2 separate regions of the Hordeum vulgare genome follow, and region 2 is linked to region 1. A link is a contact called in public Hi-C data. All regions are on one chromosome and are shown on one strand. Each heading gives the region's core, a stretch centred on a gene start, on an enhancer-like site or on the middle of the called end of the contact. The rest is flanking DNA. Distances are from core to core; before and after follow the strand shown.

Region 1 (4,154 bases), core at 1,143-3,642:
GAATCAAGACCTCTGCTGCCATTTAGTTAGCTTTGGAGTTGTGTAATATTGTTGTAAGTAACAGTATTGTAATACTCCATTACATTAATAAAGCCATTTTTGTCTGGAATTGTTGTATCATGTCTTTGGCGTGCGTCCGGTCTTATCCTGGGGACGGGCGTGCGTCGACCCTCTATTGGGGTGCCACACACCCTGAGAGATACCTATAGAGCATCTTTATGATCACCCAGTTACGTTGTGACATTTGATACACACAAGGCATTCCTCCAGTGTGAGGGAGTTGCATGATCTCATGGTGCTAGGAACAGATACTTGACATGTAGAAAGCAATTGCAATAAATTAGTCATACTAACCTTAGGCATTCTCCTAATGATGTGAACCTGGTATCAAATGACAACTCATATCTATGGTTAGGAAACCTTAATCATCTTTGATCAACGAGCTAGTCGAGTAGAGGCTTACTAGGGACTTTGTGTTGTCTATGTATCCACACATGTATGTGAGTTTCCGGTCAATACAATTATAGCATGGATAATAAACGATTATCATGAACAAGGAAATATGACAATAACCAATTTATTATTGCGTCTAGGGCATATTTCCAACAATGATGTGCCCCTTCCCAAGATGCTCCAGTTAGTCTGGCGGTGCGGCGACCTCGAGTCTGGGCGAGAGGGGATAGGGGTTCCCTCTCCGGCAACTGTGATGCCTTGGTGATGTTGGGGACTGTTACTAGCGAGCTCTGGCTTGGTCCTGTTGCCGTGGTGCTCTCCTTCAGCCTGTGACTCTAGTGACGAATCCGTCCCTTGCATCACACTGATGTGCTTTGTGTTAGGAATGTGAGCGTCGTTTGCTTAGCTTCTTCACCTTGTATCTGTTGTCCGGGGTTGCATCCCCATTTTCTTCTTCTTCTTTTAGTTATGTTTGTTTGTAGTTGTTCGTTGTATCCTCACCGGTTGATGGCTTTGTTAATTGAAAGTCGTGTTAGGTCCAAGTCCTTCTCGGGCTTGGTAGAGCCTTTTCTCTAAAAGAAATGATAAGGCTGATGGATGTCAAAATGATTTTCCTTAATAAAAATTTACTAAGGGCGTCTATATGATACAACCAAGGTTTTTTGTCGATCCAAGGATGTTGACAAGGTATGGAAACTTTGAAAAAACTATCTATGAGCTGAAAGCAAACATCAAGTAGTTGGAATTTTTGTTCCGATGAAGTGGTCAAAGGGTTTGCTTCATCAAGAACCATGAAGAGGCTTGTGTCTACAAGAAAGTTAGTGAGAGTGCATAACATTTCCTATACTATATTTTGATGACATATTGTTAATGGGGAATAACGTAAAATTTGTTAACACGATAAAAGAGTCATTGAAAAATAGTGAAATACATGGGTGAAGCTGCGTATATACTGGGCATAAATCTTTATAAAAATATCAAGATGATTAGTAGCGCCGAGCCAGAGCACATACATTGACAAAGTACTAAGCTAATGCTTATTCGGGACCATCGTGCTTCTATCAAGAAGGCTATGTCATGCAAATTTCAATCTTTTGACACAACATCAGAGAGAACCACTTTGTCATTGGCACGGGCGGGGGTGAGTACTATTGAGTAATCTCACTGTCTTTTGCACGGTCCAAACGGTGTGAATTATGTGGCTCAAGCAATCATGTATAATGACCTTAGGCCTTTGGAAGCACAAGTGAAAGATCCACCAACACAAGGCAAACCTTCGGTAATTAGACATTACCATTTTTTGTTTTGTTCTAAGGATGCTGACATCGACATAAATTCCAATGTGGATGACGGTCCATATGTTCTAAAAGACGTACGGTTCTATTTACCATCATATTGCTTCTCTCATGCCACTCGATGATCAACTTCTAAGGTTTGCTAATGAGAAAAAGAAACATAGAAGCAGACCAACTTTTTATTTTTCGATATATATCACAAACCAATCCAACGATGCATGCTCATACGAGCATTTACCTTTTGTGAGGGTATCCTTTCTAATTATTATTTTTTGAGGGGAGGGTGCCCTTTTTGGAAGTATGCAAATTCCTGGCGAACGATCGCGAGCACAGATGGCAACTACGAACACTCAGGGTGGAGGTCTATGTGGTGGGGTGGCATTATACAGAAATGTCATGGCAGTTTGTCTAATTCACGGGAATTTTTTGGCAATTGTCATCGTGCGATCCAGATCGGAGTGCTCTAGGGGACGTTCGCTCGGACCTCACCCCCAGCAAACATTCGCAGATAGCTATACCGTTTTGAAAACAGATTTGCCGTCGGTGGCCAATTCTGGGGCTCCAAAACCGAGACGTGGCCCTGTGCTGTCCTTGGGTTCCCGAATTAAAAGCTGTCTCTACCGGGCCAGCCACCAACCGCGGCCCAACAATCTCAACAACCGGAGCCTAGCAAGCTTTCAACACGTTGGCCCGCTACGCTACTCTCGTCCTGTCCACCAACCGAAACTCACAGCTCCGAGCTCCGCCTCCGACTCCACCTCCGGCCACGGCGAGCAGTCACGCACCATGGCGCCAACAGTAGAGATCAGGAATCTCACCTTCACCTATCCGGGAATCGACGGCAAGCCGCCGCCCGGAGCACCGCCCCTCATCGAGGACGTCTGCTTCTCCCTCGAAGCCGGTCAGCGCTGCCTTCTCGTCGGCTCCAACGGTGCAGGTAGCTCTTGGCCCTCTGAAACCGCTCCTCTCTCCCTCGTCGGCTCGTCTCGTCTCTGTCGTCCTGTTTGCGGGCTTTGATTTGGGTGGGTGCGGCGGGCAGGTAAGACAACGATACTGAAGATACTAGGCGGGAAGCACATGGTGGATCCGAGCATGGTTCGGGTCCTGGGAAGGTCGGCCTTCCACGACACGGCGCTTACTTCCTCCGGTGACCTCTGCTACCTTGGCGGCGAGGTGGGCATATAATTTAAGAATTTCATTCCTCGTCCGTTCTGCAATTGTTTTCCTTTTTGAGGCTGCGTTGTGCAATTGAGAGGCTGGACATTGGTCAAGGCGTGCGCGAATTTTGCCGCTAACCATCTTCCGATGAATTTAATTTTGTAAATCCCCCCAAATGGGTGCAGTGGAGGCGGGATGTTGCCTTTGCTGGCTACCAGGTGAATATACAGATGGACATTTCTGCAGAGAAGATGCTATTTGGTGTCACTGGCGTTGATCCTCAGAGAAGAGATGAGCTTATCAAGGCAAGTTCACCCCAAAATCACCAATACAAATTTATCTGTAAATCACATTTCCCTGGGGAGCTTACTTGTCAAATTTAATGATACCATGTTAACAGAACTGAAGTTTGCTATTTGAGCTTCTTTGCTTTCATGCACCAATATTCTATACTGGTTACTTATTTGTCATCCCCTTTACCGGATTATGTGGAAATTGTTGTGTTCCATACACGAGGACTTGAAAAATTCTGTTGCTTGAACTAGTGCTTCTGCAACAATCAAATTGTATCCAGAAACCTCCCGTTTGTCACGGCCATACTTGCATATTCTGACCAGTTACAGCCAATGTCATATAAACTATTTTATCTAGCTGTATATTAAAGAACATCCCAAGTGCCTGACAGTTCAGTTAAAGCATTTGCCTTTGAGGTATTATACGACTGTTATCCTACAAAGATTGTAGTGTGTAATAGAGCTAATCATCACCAGTTCCCAGGCTCAGTAAACTAGACTCTGTCTTTGTAATGGTAAGGGTGTTCAGAAAAGGTTAAAACTCAAAATGTGAAACATAGGTGTACTTGCTTCTAGCGATTGGCTCACCGGTGTCACACATATAAATACACCATGCCTACAAAAATAATAAGCTAACCAGAACTTCACTCAAACAATAAATCCAATCCACCCGGTTGGGACTATGTGGGTCTGCCCCCGAACCTTATGTGATGGTATGCTGATATAAGAATACCTTTGAGCAGGAAAGCGTATGTGTGTTACGGTTCTCAGGAATATTAGTCTACCCATGTAAGACTGTTAAGAAAATTCATTGATCTATAAATTAGGAAGTAGGACATTGCATTTTGTATGTTTGCCGTATGATCTATAAATTAGGAGCTAGTAGGACATAATATTCTTACAACTCCAAGGGCACTCCTCAAACCTCCCCTATATGTCCGGGCGGACAGTCCGG
Region 2 (4,154 bases), core at 724-3,223, 780 kb before region 1:
TCAATTATCATGAACTGCTCCACTAAACCCGGCCGGATGCCTGCCTCCTCTATATGGTCAATATCAAGAAGGCATGCCTCATCTATAGGCAAGAAAGCAGTAGCCTTTGATTGAATGTCAATAAATGCACCATTTGAAGTGGTCATGAATACTGTCCCTTTAATCTGTAGTCATCACAAGCATGCAAAATATTTTTTAGATGTTAGGAACAGTGTAATACAAATTTTGTGAAGCTAATTAAGAAATCTTATACTATCAGTCTCAGCATGCCCAAAAAGTAGCATGTTGCACAAATAACAAAGAAGTAACACATGTAAAAAAGGAGATAATAATAGAATTGTTGGTACCAAAGCAAAAATAGTAATGGAGAGCTGCAAATTCAGCAGCTATACCTCCCTTTGCCATTGGTGGGTACAATGCTCATATTCAACTAGTCGTTTGTGCTTATCTAGCACGTGTTTACTTCAAAGACATGCTTCCGGGCTCGTTCGAGAAAAAAATATCCAGCAGCTATGACAACTCCATTTTGTGTCCATGTGCACGTGTCACACAACAACATTTTGCTTTTAGCTGGATCTTCTTAATTCAATATCACATACCTAATTGGAGGGGACCTAATTTAGAAAAACACGCAGCAATCAGTCAGTCATGACGTGTTTGGTGACCTGCGTCAAGCCCAACAAGGCTCTAGCAGGCTAAGTCCAAGCTGTTTGGCTGCCTGACTCGCACGGAAAAACTGGCCCGCACGAAACTAAAAGCACCCCTCGGCCAGGCCCGCCAAGAACGCTCAGATCGGCCGTTTCTCCAGATGCAAGCTCGGTCTATTGCAATTTACACTAATGGGAAGGATGCGGACTGGGGTAAATGTGGGCGACCAAACGACATGCAGAACGTGGCCCAAAGGCTGCATACGATCAAACAGGCTCCACTGGGCCAGGCTCCAGAAAACATGAAAAGCTTGCAGGTAACCAAACAGCTCCTTGCTGAAAGTATTGTGTCAGCTCAGAATTAACCGAATTGGCTAATTTTTTAAGTTGATCTAAGGTCCCACAACTCAGGAATTTCAATTGTATTTCCATTTGATGTAAGAATCTAGATTTATTACTTCCTTCGTCTCAAAATAAATGTCTTAACCTTAATACAACTTTGTATTAGAGCTAATACAAAGTTGAGACAGTTATTTTGGGACGGAGGGAGTACTTTCCTTCAGAAAGCATTGAACAAACAGTAACGGTGCCGTCGTTCCTAGATAACATAGTACCACTCGCCCCTCAAAAAAGAAAAAAGAAGAGGAAATGGGAAACTAATACGGCAAACCCATTCTAGTTCACTTGAACATTCTATTCGAACCTACGGGACTAACATTTTACAGGAACATTAGGAACATAGGGCAGTCAAAGTTAGTACAAAATGAAAATCTAAAACCCGCAAGCAGTAAGAAATATGACACGTCTTCATTGCTAAATAAACTTACGAGCGATATAAAGCCAATTAAACGGAAATCTATAAGCAATACACGCGACCTGCTATCCCAATCCCCTACTGACGATATTGCAGTTGAGCAGCCATTGCTATGTGTTCCACATGAAACGAGCGAGCAGGAACAAGGGAGGGGTGGATTACGAGTGAGCCAATGTCAGTGTCGATGTCGGTGGTCTCGACGGCGGATTCGAGGTCCTCGGGCGAGAAGGTGATGCCCTCCATGGGCGCAGTGCGGCAGCGCTCGGAGGCCTCGTCGAACAGCGTGCGCATCCGCTCCCGCTCCTTCTCATCCTTGCTCAGCACGTACGTCCCGCAGACCAGCGCGGACGGCCGCATCGGCGCCCCGGGGCGGCGCGACGCGCCGGAGAGCGGTGGGCACGCGAGCCCTGCGACGTGCTGGACCAAGGACGCCATCCTCTTCTGCCTCTGCTCGCTCGGTACTTCCAATGAGGAACAGGCAGAGGGGAGGGGAGGGGAGGGGAGGCGTGGCTGTGTTATCCGGTGGCCGTGGGATTTGAGGATAGGAGATGATTGGGTTTCTGGGCCAGGCTGCCAGACTGGGCTACACCCAGTGCAATCGTAAAAATGTCCCAGCCCAGTAGCGAAATCGTACAAATAAAAAAGTTTACTGCTGGGCTAAGACAACTTGGGCCGGAGCCCACGTCCAGAATTGGTCATTTACGCCGAGAGCGCAGTCCGAGCTGCGGGAAAACCTTATTTGACGCACACTGCGTCAAATAGTCGAGCAAACGCACAGGGCGCGACAAACTGGCCCAGCCCATCTCCCTCCGCAATTCCGATTTCTGCTTCATTGTATTTGTCCTTTTTTCTGTTTCCATTTCTCCATTTTTTTATTTGTTCGTTTTTCTGCTTCAGTTTTTTTTCTATGGTTACTTTTTAACCTAAGTTCATGTTTTTTTAAAAAATTGAAATTCAGAAAATGTTCTTGATTTTATAAAAAATGTTCTTAATTTCAAATATTTGCCATTTTCAAAAACATTCCTAGCTTCAAAAAATGTTCAGGACTTTAGAAAAATGTCCGACATTTTCAGAAAAGTTCAACATTTTTAGGAAATGTTCCTTTTTCGGGAAAAAATATGTTTTCCCTTTTAACTTTTTTCTTCACGGTTGTTCCTTTTTCTTTTCCAATTTTTCAGTTTGACATTTTATAATTTTGTTTTAAATTTCAAAAAATATTCTCGCATTCACAGTTTATATTTAAATGTTCGTGCTTCAAAAAATGTTCCTGCTTCCAATGTGTTCATCTTTTAAAAAATGTTTGTTTTTCAAAAATTGTTCTCGTATTAAAAATCTGCATGATTTAAAAAAATCTTTTTTCATAAATTGTTCATAGATCTGAAAAAATGGTATTATTTTCATATTTTTATAAAAAAAATGTTCCTGTTTTACGAAATTTGTTTCTCTTTTTTGAAAATTTGTTCACAAATTCAAAAATTGTTCAATGTTTTTTGGAAATTATAAAATTATTCATGATTTGAAAATGTTCGGGAAGTTTAAAAAATATTCTTCATTTTCTAAAAAACATTTGCTGTTTCAAAACATGTACATAAATTCAAAACATGTTCCTGTTTTAAAAAGTGTACATAAGTTCAAAAAATGTTCAAATTTCAAAAATTGTTCACAAAATTCAAAAAATGTTATTTCTTACAAAAATATGTTCTATGTTTGTAAAATGCTCCTGTTTTCAAATTTGTTTATAGACTAAGAAATTGTTTATGTTTTTCAAAAACTTTGTGTATTAAAAAATTAGTTTGCGCTTGCAAATTCGGTCAAGTTTTTTAAAGTGGTCCTCGGTTTCAAATTTGTTCTCAAAATTCAAAAAATCTTTGTTCTGTAAATAATTGTTCACTCTTTCAAATTTGTTTGTTTTTTTAATAAAATTGTTCTACTTTTCAAAAAATTGTTCTCGAGATTCAAAAAATGTTCGTGTATTTAAAAAATTGTCCGTGCTTCCAAATTTGGTCATGTTTTTTTAAATTGTTTTCGGTTTCAAAATTTGTTCTCAAAATGCAAAAAATGTTATTGCTGTAAAAAATTGTTCGCACTTTCAAATTTGTTCAGTGTTTCAAAATTGTTATTATTTCAAATTTTTGTTCTCAAGATTCAAAAAAAAGTTCATGCTTTAAAAAATTGTTCGCGCTTCCAAATTTGTTCACTTTTTTAAAATTGTACTCAGTTTCAGATTTTGTTATCAAAATTCAAAAAATGTTCGTGTTTAAATATTTTGTTCGCGCTTTCAAATTTGTTCAGCGCTTTTCAAATTTGTTCTCCTTTCAAAATTTTGTTCTCAAGATTTAACAAATGTTGGTGCTTTAATTTATCTTTTACGCTTCCAAATTTATTCAGGATTTTTGAAAAGTGTTTTCAAATTCGAAAAATGTTCTTTCGTCAAATAAAAAAAAAGGAAAAACAAACAAAAAAAAGTAAACAGAGAAGGAAAAAAGTAACAAAAAAAAACAAAACTGGGTCGGCCCAGTCAGCGCGCCACCCATTGTGGCGCAGGGCTGCCTACCGAAGTGAGCGGCATGTAGGAGCTCCCCGAGCCGCGGCTCGTTGCCACACGTCCAAGCAAATTGGACGGTCCACATCACGTCGGACTGGAACATAATGCCCAACCGACCGAACCATAGACCATTTTGTTTGAATAAGCT

What was found. Hi-C and Micro-C count contacts between places; a contact is called where the count stands out from the background.
Region 2: a contact with region 1 is called in a Hi-C map of seedling, with 5 times the contacts expected there. The contact joins the promoter of LOC123448789 here to the promoter of LOC123448788 in region 1. A contact is called at or near these places in 3 of 6 Hi-C or Micro-C datasets (leaf and seedling) and 1 of 1 datasets of contacts at active chromatin or transcription factors (embryo).

Annotation. Positions count from the first base shown.
Region 1 is chr4H:416,519,748-416,523,901 of MorexV3_pseudomolecules_assembly, reverse strand. LOC123448788 (ABC transporter I family member 20) reads left to right here and starts at 2,392. Exons shown (of 7, transcript XM_045125796.1): 1 at 2,392-2,685; 2 at 2,788-2,921; 3 at 3,092-3,211. The coding sequence starts at 2,535.
Region 2 is chr4H:417,296,944-417,301,097 of MorexV3_pseudomolecules_assembly, reverse strand. LOC123448789 (30S ribosomal protein S1, chloroplastic) reads right to left here and starts at 1,973. Exons shown (of 7, transcript XM_045125797.1): 1 at 1,624-1,973; 2 at 1-164. The coding sequence starts at 1,896.